Regions from separate parts of the Danio rerio genome. Here region 2 is linked to region 1. The links are chromatin contacts, called in public Hi-C maps. All regions are on one chromosome and are shown on one strand. Each heading gives the region's core, a stretch centred on a gene start, on an enhancer-like site or on the middle of the called end of the contact. The rest is flanking DNA. Distances are from core to core; before and after follow the strand shown.

Region 1 (5,462 bases), core at 998-3,497:
TATGTGTAAAACTGATACGAAGAAACATAGTTGACATTCTTGCGGTGTGTGCAATGTCGCCAAATGTTTTCAGCATTGAATGTTTCCAGAAGTGGGAATACATTTTGCTGTGATTCAAGGATGTAAGGAACAATACACCTCAGTGTTTTTCTGATTGCTTGTTGGCAGTAGTTTTTGTTATTGTCAGTGTACAATGTTTTATTAGTGTTATAGTGACAAAACAAGATTTTTTCCCCCTGTGAATTTGTTAAGCCTTTTGCACACTGGGACATTTATAAATAAATGTTGCTGCCTTAAATTATTTTTGTTGAATCAAATTAACTTTTTGGTCATCTCAGCTTAATCAATCCGACTAAAAATATCAAGTACAATTTTGTTTAACTTGGCGATTCATCAATAATATGCGATTCATCAATAATATGCGGCTCACTTTGCGTGCGGAGATCCCCATTTATTTAATTAATTTATTCAAACATGAGAGTGTTTTACATGACGTGGCAGTTGGTCAAATATTTGTAACTTAGCCTGCACTAAATAATAAATAGCCTACTGATAAAGTAAGTTCAGGTGATCACAAGATCGCAATCAGGTGATGTGCTGCACTGGCACGATAATCTATCTAATATCTAATAATATTATTTTGTTGTATTTCATATGCGCACATTTAGAGTTTGAGATAATCAAAGAAATAAAAACATTATTTTCACCCTAACACAATTTAATAGGGCACTAAAGGCTAAAGAACTTAATTGTTATGTTTGCTTTTTGAAGCCTATGACTATTCTTCTCACCACTTATCTTTTCTAAAACATACAGTATAGTGTAAGAGCATGTTTATTACTAAGAAAACTAAATCAAAATTATATTTTAATTAAACACATCACATCACATAAGGTACGCATACAGAACAGTCTGTTTAGTATTGTGAAAAGGCAAAGCTGAATATCTGTGGTTAAAGTGCCACCCAGCGGTCAAAAGCTGCTGGCGCACCTATTACCACCGTCGCCGCGGTATGAATGCCGGCATAAGGAACACATTGAAGTAGTGACATCTGTATGCTTAGCACACCTTACAGCAAGGGTGGCCAAACTCGGTCCTGGAGGGCCGGTGTCCTGCATAGTTTAGTTCCAACTTGTTTCAACACACCTACCAGGAAGTTTCTAGTATATCTAGTAAGAGCTCAGTTAGCTGGTATATGTGTGTTTGATTAGGGTTGGAGCTAAACTCTCCAAGGCACCAGCCCTCCAGAACCGAGTTTGGACACCCCTGCCTTAAAGCAAAGCAGTATTCTCAACTAGCCTGCTTGTTAATATTATTAGACAGAAGCATGGAAACTCAATGCCTAAAATTTAAGAAGCAAATAAGTTCACCAACTTTGAGTAAATACAACTATTACTTTGTGTATTGCATTATTTCTTTATCATCAAAGCATGTTGCTCGCAAGGTTTTTTTCCCTTCACTTTTGTCAATTGGTGAAGTTTTTTTTTTTTTTTCCCTCGCCACTAGCTTGCTTGGTTTGGGACTTGTGGAGCTGTGCATCGATGGATTTTCTCTTCAGTGTTTGGACTTTCAGCAGTGAAAATTAAACCACACTAAACTGAACGAAAACTGAACTTCAACTCTGAAAACTGGACTGACACAGTTTAAATTTACTAGAACTTTTATGTTAAGCTGCTTTGACACAATCTACATTATAAAATTACTATAGAAATAAAGGATGAATTGAATTAAATGGATAACAAATACCTCAGTATGGCAGATTAGGAACAATGATAGGGCTACTATCATTTTAGTGGAATCACCATTTTTAGCATCATTGTATTTTCACTTTTTAGATTATCTAAATTTAGAGTTTACTTTGTCACATATTTTAAGTGCTTTAAATCGGAGCACACTGCTTTTTTTAATAATACAGACAGTTCAGAAAATTCAAAGCAAGAGGTTAACAATATTAACTGCAGAAAACCATGCAACTAATTGGGATTATTTTAATCTATTAGCCCTAGTTGTTATTTGGGAAAAAGTGCTTTGTCTATTGAGCAGCAGAACAAAACAGTTAAGCTGCTTCTTAGGAGAAGACAGTGGCCAGTTGGCAGGGGGCGGCGGCCCTCGTTAGTGCAGGTTAGAAGGCCAGCTGATGCCTGTGTTTCCTTGTGTGGTAATGTGATATTTATATGCTGAAAAGCCTTCCTCCAGTGGGAGAGACGCCCGGAGTGGCTGAACTGGATCTGAGCCAAACCAAGACGGCCCTTTTTCTCTCTCACGCTATCTTATCCTCCCTCTCTCTTTCTTTCTCTATTGCCCTACCGATCCTCCCCCCACAGACATTGTTTTTCCCTGTCAGTGTAGTGTGTAAGGATGTGGTTGTTAGAAATTCAATTTCTCCAGTAGCTGCCTTCATTATCTGCTGTGTGGAGAGGAGCTTTGAAGCCTGCTCTCTTTCTTACTCTCCTCTCTCTCTGTGCTGATTGTTTTGCTGTGTTGGAGAGGTCAGACAGTGTGTGACTGAAGCTATTTGACCAGTTGAGTCTGGGCACACTGAATGACAAGCTCAGACAGAGTCGTGACTATAGATCTGTTCTGTAGGGATTGGACCTTAATGATCCTTATTCTGATTCCTCCTTAACAATTCTGATTTCATTGTAGTGCGCTTTTTCTGGTAGTGGAATATATATTTAGAGTTCAGAAAAGCTTATTTAGAAGCTTTTCAAAGATTTAAGGGCTCTATTTTAACAATCTAGGTGCAAAGTCTAATGCTCATGGTGTAAAAGCATTAAGAACGTGTCCGAATCCACTTTTTGTTATTTTAAGCACTGAAAAATATGGTTAGCGCCATGGTGCATGGTCTAGGCATGGCAAATTTGCCATTTACATGGTGAACTTTGTAAGTGGAAGAACTGAATGCCTTACTTGTGAGAAAACGTTTAAACAGACCATCTGCAGCGCGAGGATAAAGAATGAGCCTCCTCCAATCAGCCTCTTTACTTTCTCATTACTTTTACACTTTACTTCTTTACTTTCGTGGATAAGGAAATGTTGTTGTACGCACTCCACTGAAGACATCCATCAGCCTACATATTTAATTTAATTAGTTGGGCTCAAAGATTTTTTTCCAAACTATTTCTAATTTCTGTTCTAATTTCCAGCAAACAAATAAATGAACAATAATAATGAAGTGTGGTAACACGTCCTATTCTTATGCCCCATATGGTGATGCATTGGTCTCCAATACCCAACAGGAGGCAAAACTTGTTTTTAATAAAACAAATATAAATATGCTTATAATAAATAATACTACTAATAATAATAACATTATACAAATGCAAATTGCCATGAATAAACTAAAAATAGTCGAATGAAGAAGGCATGGAGGCACTGTTTTTTTTTATTATTATTTATATATGTAGAAAATAATATTTTTTGTAACATTTTAATCCTTATTTTTTTCCATATGTGAATATATTTGTTAATTATTTTAGATTCTCTGTGTATTAAAGACCTGCACAGGCACACAACTAACACTCTTTGTGCTGGACTTTAGACCAGCTTTAAGTTGGTCAGTGGCAAAGTCTATTTCAGTTTCTTAAAATAGCAGCGCGCCAGCAATGTGCCTTAACACACTTCCTTTTTAGGTCGGAACACCCATATGTCCACAAAGTAGCACAAATGGTTTTGCTATGTAAACAACGTGGTGCAAATAGCAACAAATCTCACCGAACATGTCTTGTGCCTTATTGCTTTGGGTGTATGATAGGGCCCTTATTATTTTTTAGTAATATTTGGTATTTAAATTTATACAAACATTTACTTGTTTGTGTTCAGTGTAATTTTATTCATTTTCAGTGTAATTTTAATTTTATCAATGCCATGTTTTAAATAATGACATATTAAAACAGGGATGATAACATATTAAACATGTATCATATGTTTTTATCTTTCCTATATATATACACACAAAAACTGTAATCATTTATAGTAAATACTGTAGTGTTTGTGAACCATACTATAGATAAGTACTTGAATTAATCTGATGTAGTAATTATATAGTTGCTATGGTAATACAACAACTATAGTAATATAAACTAATTACCCAATAATGTCATTTTCTACAACTATTGGCTATAATATGCTGCAATACACCCAGAGTTGGGTGGAACGCATTCCATAGTAACACGTTACTGTAATCTAATTACATTTTTGAGGAACGCAGTAATGTAACGATTTACATTTTGCATTTGTGTAATTTAATTACAGCTACTTTGTAATTGCGTTACTTATGTTACAAATATAATATTTAAAAAAAAAAATGCTTCATTTAAATCACGTTTTCCACTGCAGCGTCAGTTAATAAGCATGCGCTTTCAAATTGCTGGAGAACGCGAGCTGAAATAGGATCGGGAGTGAAGGTATCTTCTAAATGTGAAGCAATTGAATAATGAGAGAATTTAAAGTTTTGGGTGAACTTTCTCTTTAACATTTTTGAAAATGTCAAGCTGCTCTGAACAATCCATTGTAATGTTTTTTCACTGAATATTAAATTACTGAAAGAGCTGCACTTTGTTGTATTTTTATAGGTATATTTTATATACTTTTAAAGTAACTTCAAAGAAAAGAAATTACAGTTTACAAATTACGTTTTGCATTAAGTAATAAGTAATGTAATCAGATTACATTTTTCGAGTAGTGATCAGTAATTTGTAATTGATAAGTAAAGTAACTTACCCAACACAGAATACACCACAACAAACTGTAGTAAAACTATAGTATGTAGTATGTATTCTACAGTGTTTATTGCAGTTCACTGTGGTTAATGCTAAAGCATGCTGTAGCATTTAATAATAACATAAATGGTAAAAAATGCAGGGTTCCACACAATTTGTTCATGCTGTCACAGCACAAATCAATTAAGTTAACTTAACATATTTAAGTGGATTGAACATAAAATAATTAAGTTGCACCCCATAAATCTCAAGAACAGTGTTATTTCAGCTCATATTAAATAAGTAGTTTGAACAGGCAGCAGAAATCTTTGTGTGTGTGTGTGTGTGTGTGTGTGTGTGTGTGTGTGTGTGTGTGTGTGTGTGTGTGTGTGTGTGTGTATACAGTGTAATACTATTTACTATGGTAGTGTTCAAAAACAGCGTTATATCACTATATAAATGACTTTATTGTTTTTTTTGTTTTTTTTTATGGGTTGAATCAATTTCGTTCCCCCCCCCCCAAATTTTTGTTTAGTTTGAGGCACTTAGGAGCCGCAGTATTTATTGTATAATATGGTAACTGAGGTCATTTTCTTGTGCAGTTTGTCAGTAAAGCCAGTTTAGTCATCAGCTGTAAAAGTCCAGAATCTGCTTTCAGATGGAGCCATGATTGTTTCACAGAGCAAAAGTTCACTGCCAAGCTACACAAAAATTGCAGATGATTCAATCAGTATGAGTCATTTTGAAATTTGACAGCTGTTT
Region 2 (5,462 bases), core at 2,056-4,555, 82 kb after region 1:
AAAAGCCACTCTGGAGAAATCCGTACAACCTTTTTTTTATTTACAATCTTCTCACTGCTGCTATTCGGCACTCATCTTTGCTTGTGTTGTTATTCTGATCTGAGGTGGCGATGACGCAATCCAACCAGAGTCCATTCACATATCGCGTCTAAAAGCATGTGAAAATGGTGCGGCGCATGGATTCCTTCACCAGTTTCAATGGGCTTTGTGCTCGTGGCGTCCGTTATAACTAGGCGGCCATCAACCGTTTTTTCAGAGGATGACAAACGAACAAACCATTGCTGCGGTTCTGGTACAACTTTTATTTATGGAGAAAAAGCACTGCAGTGTTTGGGCGCTCTGTGTTTGTCTGGGGTAATTAGTCTACAGTTATTACTGAAATGTGTATATTCTAGTGTGAAGTGTGAAGCAGATTGGTTCTAGTTACATAAATTGCAGCGTGCTCTTGGCATTCATCTAGGTGCACCTGAAAAATGTGAGTGCATCACGTGCCCCACTTGCAGACAATGTGCACGTTACTCCCTAAGCTTATTGGCATTCCTTCTAAGCTGTACCCTCAGCTGACAAGTTTTAGTATAAACTCTTCATACTGAACGTTTTTTTATCGTTATTGGCAATGGTGTTTGGTAAAAAAAAACTGATATCGTTTTATCAGTCAAGGCATAATATGGATTATAAGACTATCAGATGTTTCCACAAACAAGCTTTTCTTTAGTGATCAACAAAGTACTGTAAAAAAAAAGGCAATTACTTATTTGTTTACAATTTTTTTGTGTCTAGTACTAGTTCTGGTTACCTTTATTAGCATAAAAATACAAACTTCTGCCTCTGGCAGTTAAAGAAAGCTTCATCCTCTCATGCAGGCGCAGAATGCACATTCTAGTTTGAGTCAGCTGCCGCTCTTTTTGTGTACTTAAGTGCTGCTTTAGCCCAGATGAGACCAGCCGCAGACACAGGCTTCCTAAGTGACAATACAGTCAGTTTTTGTTGCCGCTAATTATTTAACTCTGGCTAAGTGTGTAATATTGGCTGCCCTCACCTAGCTTCTTACCTAGTTTATCCATCTAGATATCTTTAGTTAACCCATTTTCATGCTATCTACTCTCTTGAAAACAAAGGTTATTTAATGGGCAACCCAGGCTCCTTATTGATACGTACCCCTGTATACTATATTTCACAAAATACGTCCCAGGAAGTGTGATTTTTTTTGCATCTTTCACACATCCACCTGATGTGGATGCTTTTTTCAGATCACAAATTTCTTTTGCGAGCCATTCACACCTGCTGTTCTTAAAGAAATCCACCAGAGGCAACTGTCGACTGATTGACTTACTACCACCACCCTCCCCCTTCCCTAAACCCAACCCATAGTGTTTTCAAAAGCAATCCAGAAAAAAAAAACCCTCGTCGCCACCTGATTTTTACCACGTTTACAGATCTTACCAAATTCTCACCTTGTTATTAACTTGTTTATTTTTCTTCTTCTGGCGACGCAGTGGCGCAGTAGTTAGTGCTTTTGCCTCACAGCAAGAAGGTCGCTGGGTCAGTTGGCGTTGCTGTGTGGAGTTTGCATGTTCTTCCTGCGTTCGCGTGGGTTTCCTCCGGGTGCTCCGGTTTCCCCACACACCTAAGACATGCAACACAGGTGAATTGGGTATGCTAAATTGTCCGTAGTGTATGAGTGTGCGTGTATGAATGTTTCCCCGAGATTTTGCTGGAAGGACATCCGCTGCGTAAAAATGTCCTGGATAAGTTGGCGGTTCATGCCGCTGTGACCTCCCCGGAATAAAAAAGGGACTAAGCCAGGGGGGGGCAAACTCGGTCCTGGAGGGTCAGTGTCCTGCATAGTTTAGCTGCAACACTAATCAAACACACCTGAACATGCTAATCAGTGTCTTCAAGATCACTAGAAACCTATAAGCAGGTGTGTTTGATTAGAGTTGGAGCTAAACTGTGTAGGACACCGACCCTCCAGGACCGAGTTTGCCCGTCACTGGACTAAGCCGACAAGAAAATGAACATTTTTCTTCTTCTTTATTTTACCTGCTTTCTGGAATCGTTCTTTGCCGTTCTTTGACTCAAACCTCATCGTTGCGGTCAACTCCTCTCTGCATCTCAAGTCCGCCAACTGAGGCTACTGGGCATACTGGTAACAGCGGAAAAGCCATCCACGGATGTAAGCAGTCAACTGGTAGCACAAAAAGAAACACAAACTGTCTGTGGCGTCATACCGCCCCGTAGCGTTCATTTTAAAAATCAAATGCAGCCATACGTAGCTCTGGCTACATATGCTCTCCAGAAATGTATACAGGGGTTCATTTTTATGAGTCTGTTTTGCTAATGTGATGTGTGGTTCCTTAAGGAAAGATTCAACGAATCTTTAAAATAGAACGAGAAGTAACGCTTTATTGCTGACCGACCTAAAAGTTTTGCAGATGAACACCATGCTTCTGCTCATCCACCACCATACATTTTCAAACCAAACAGGACTAGCCTGGAAATGAATACTTGTCTAGGCTTGTCTTCAACATGGCAACCCTGTGCTTCATTTCTTATTGATACACTGACAGGACACTGTCATCCCAGTCTTGGTGGACGCCTTACTTGATTTCAAGAAAATGACACTAGAGATGTTAGGCATAGCACAGTGTAGAGTCTCCGCATGTCATCCCGGATCTTATTGTCAATTTGTCTTTGGAAAAAAAAAGAACAAAAATCTTGGCAAAGTATGGATCAGCTCATTGTCTGTCTATCCCTCATAGCCACACGTCAAATTTAATATTAATCTAGCCAGACTAGGGTCTGTTGGCAAGCATGTTCAGTGTATGATTTTGTCTGTCCTACCATCCTCATTTGTTCTCTTTTAGTCTAGCCCCCACACACACACATACACACACATCTCCATTTGCCCTTGCAGCAGGGAAGGTTCAACTCTCCCTCCCCCCAGAGAGCAGCTTTGCACTTGAGCTGACCGTTAAACATGCTTTGCTGGGTTGCCATAGGAGGGCTGAGCACAAAGGCACTGGTCCTGACCCCCGAGCGACTGTTAGCAGGGCTCCTGCGGTCTCTGGGAGAGAAAAAGAGGCGCCCACATCAAGCTTAAAGATTCTCAGGAAGCTGTCAGCGCTGACACATTTCTCCCTCTGCACTGCTGCACATATATGCAAATCTCAGCGCCTCAAAAACAGAGCACCAGATCAGCCTCAATTTATTCCCCCCTTCTGTTTTTCTCCTCCTTTCTCTCATCCGCTTTCTTTTGCCTCTCCTCTGCTAATGAAGATTTTTTTTTTTCTTGCCCTGCCTCCCCCTCACAGGAGAGAAGTGGAACAGAGAGCGCGGCAGTGTTTGAGTGTGGGGGAGCGGTCATGTACTCAAGTGTTTCTCATTAATGAATGATAATGGAGCCATCATATCTCATGTAAAGAGCTCTGTGACTAATTGTGCTACACAGTTTGCTGGGAGGATCTGGCTGATCTCTCTTCAAAAAGCTTTAGTGAGTCACTGTCAACAATATATTTGTGTATATTTTCTCACCTGGATTTAGATTTGACTCACTGACTGTATTTTTTTTTAAAGATTTTACAGACCAACTGGCTGTATTCATATAAAAAAGATAACAGTATAACAGTAGATATTGCTTTAAAATGCAATCTGTTTTGGTTTAGTGGTTTTTCTTCTGCATGAATGGTCATTTTGGACATGAGAAAGCCATGCTAATAACATGGTAGGTCTTTGTTTGTCAACAAACTACAGCTACATTGTAAGCCTAAAACATTGCTTGTGCCTAATTATAATACTTTGACAATGGTCTGACAATGAGATCATGTGGAGACGTGGTATCATAAAAGGGATATAAAGGGAGCATTAATAAAACTATGAATATCCTAAAACAGAAGCTTAGATCACTCAATACTTAATTTGCATATACTCACTGGCCACTTTATTAGGTACACCTGTCCAACTGCTATTTAGCGCAAGTTTCTTATCAGCCAATCACATGGCAGCAAAGCAATGCATGCCACTCCTATCAGCTAAAAACAGAAAACTACAATTCACACACGCTCACCAAAATTGGATAATAGAAGATTGGAAGTACTTTGCCTAGTCTAATGAGTCTCGATTTCTGCTGCCACATTTGGATGGTAGGGTCAGAATTTACCGTCAACAACATAAAAGCATGGATCCATCCTGCCTTGTATCAATGGATCAAGCTAGAGGTGGTGGTGGTGGATATTTTCTTTGTCATGTCAACGCCACAGCCTATCTGAGCATTGTTGCTGACCATGTCCATTGCTTTATGACCACAGTGTACCCATCTTCTCTGATGGCTACTTCCAGCAGGAAAACGCACCATGTCATAAAGCTCGAATCATCTCAGGCTGGTTTCTTGAATATGACAGTGCGTTCACTGTCCACAAATGGCCTCCACAGTCACCAGAGCTCAATAAAATAGAACAACTTTGGGATGTGGTGGAACGAGAGATTCACATCATGGATGTGCAGTTGACAAATTTGCAGCAACTGCGTGATGCTATCATGTCAATATGGACCAAAATCTCTGAGGAATATTTCTAGTACCTTGTTGATTCTTTACCAGATTAAGACAGTTCTGGAGGCAAAAGGGGATCCAAACTGGTACTAATAGGTTGTACCTAATAATGTGGCCAGTAAGTGTATTTTCTGTGATGCCAACACCTGGCTTACACCTGGCTTAAACAATAACAGTACAATTGTAATATCATAAATATTGTGAAAATTATTCATCAATACCTTGGAGTGCCATGCAAACACACACACACACACACAAACACAAAAAGGAGCAAAAAAATAAACATAAAAACTCAGACATGCTTTGCCCATAAAAGAATACAATGTACAAGGAGAACAACAAAGGGCCTAAGGGTGCTTTCACACCTATGAATCGATTCATTTGTTACAAAACAATGTTGCACTTTGTTCTTGGTGCAGTTCGCTTTCACATGGCAAAGTTTCTAAACGAACCAAAAGAACTAAAACAAGTCACATGCAAGTAAACTCTCCTCATATTAGTCAGAGTTTCAGGGTTTATTTTGCCGAGTCCCGCTTAGCTGTCATGCGTCCTTATTTTAATTTATTATTATGATAAATAAAGGCATCATTAGCGAAAAGCTGCGCTTTTCACCTATACACATCGTCACCAAGTATAAATGAGGTAAGACTTTCTCATACATACCAGTTGGCCTATGCATTATAGGCTTTTACATGAAACAGATTTACTGGTAGGAATGACCTCCTGCCCTATTCATAATTCTCTCTTCATAAAGATGTATATCTGCTTATTACATATCCATGATACACTGTTATATAGCTGGGCTCAGATTGCATCGCTTTCTCACTACAAGTGATCCACTCCTGAGTTTGTTTCAATCAAGCCGAGACCACCTCATTCAGGTGATCTCGGACTGATTGTTTTGGCGCAGATC

What was found. A called contact is a pair of places that touch in the nucleus more often than the background predicts.
Region 2: a contact with region 1 is called in a Hi-C map of embryo, with 1.4 times the contacts expected there. The contact joins two enhancer-like sites. A contact is called at or near these places in 2 of 18 Hi-C or Micro-C datasets (caudal fin and embryo).

Annotation. Positions count from the first base shown.
Region 1 is chr7:68,244,609-68,250,070 of GRCz12tu, forward strand. All of the region lies in intron 11 of trip4 (thyroid hormone receptor interactor 4), which reads left to right. Among named protein-coding and RNA genes, the nearest start is that of trip4, 40 kb to the left of the region's middle. Within about 2 kb of position 2,248, at least 40 of the 62 cell types and tissues checked have an H3K27ac peak or open chromatin away from gene starts, as enhancers often do.
Region 2 is chr7:68,325,391-68,330,852 of GRCz12tu, forward strand. The region is part of intron 12 of trip4 (thyroid hormone receptor interactor 4); the gene reads left to right. Among named protein-coding and RNA genes, the nearest start is that of znf609b, 39 kb to the right of the region's middle. Within about 2 kb of position 3,306, at least 27 of the 62 cell types and tissues checked have an H3K27ac peak or open chromatin away from gene starts, as enhancers often do.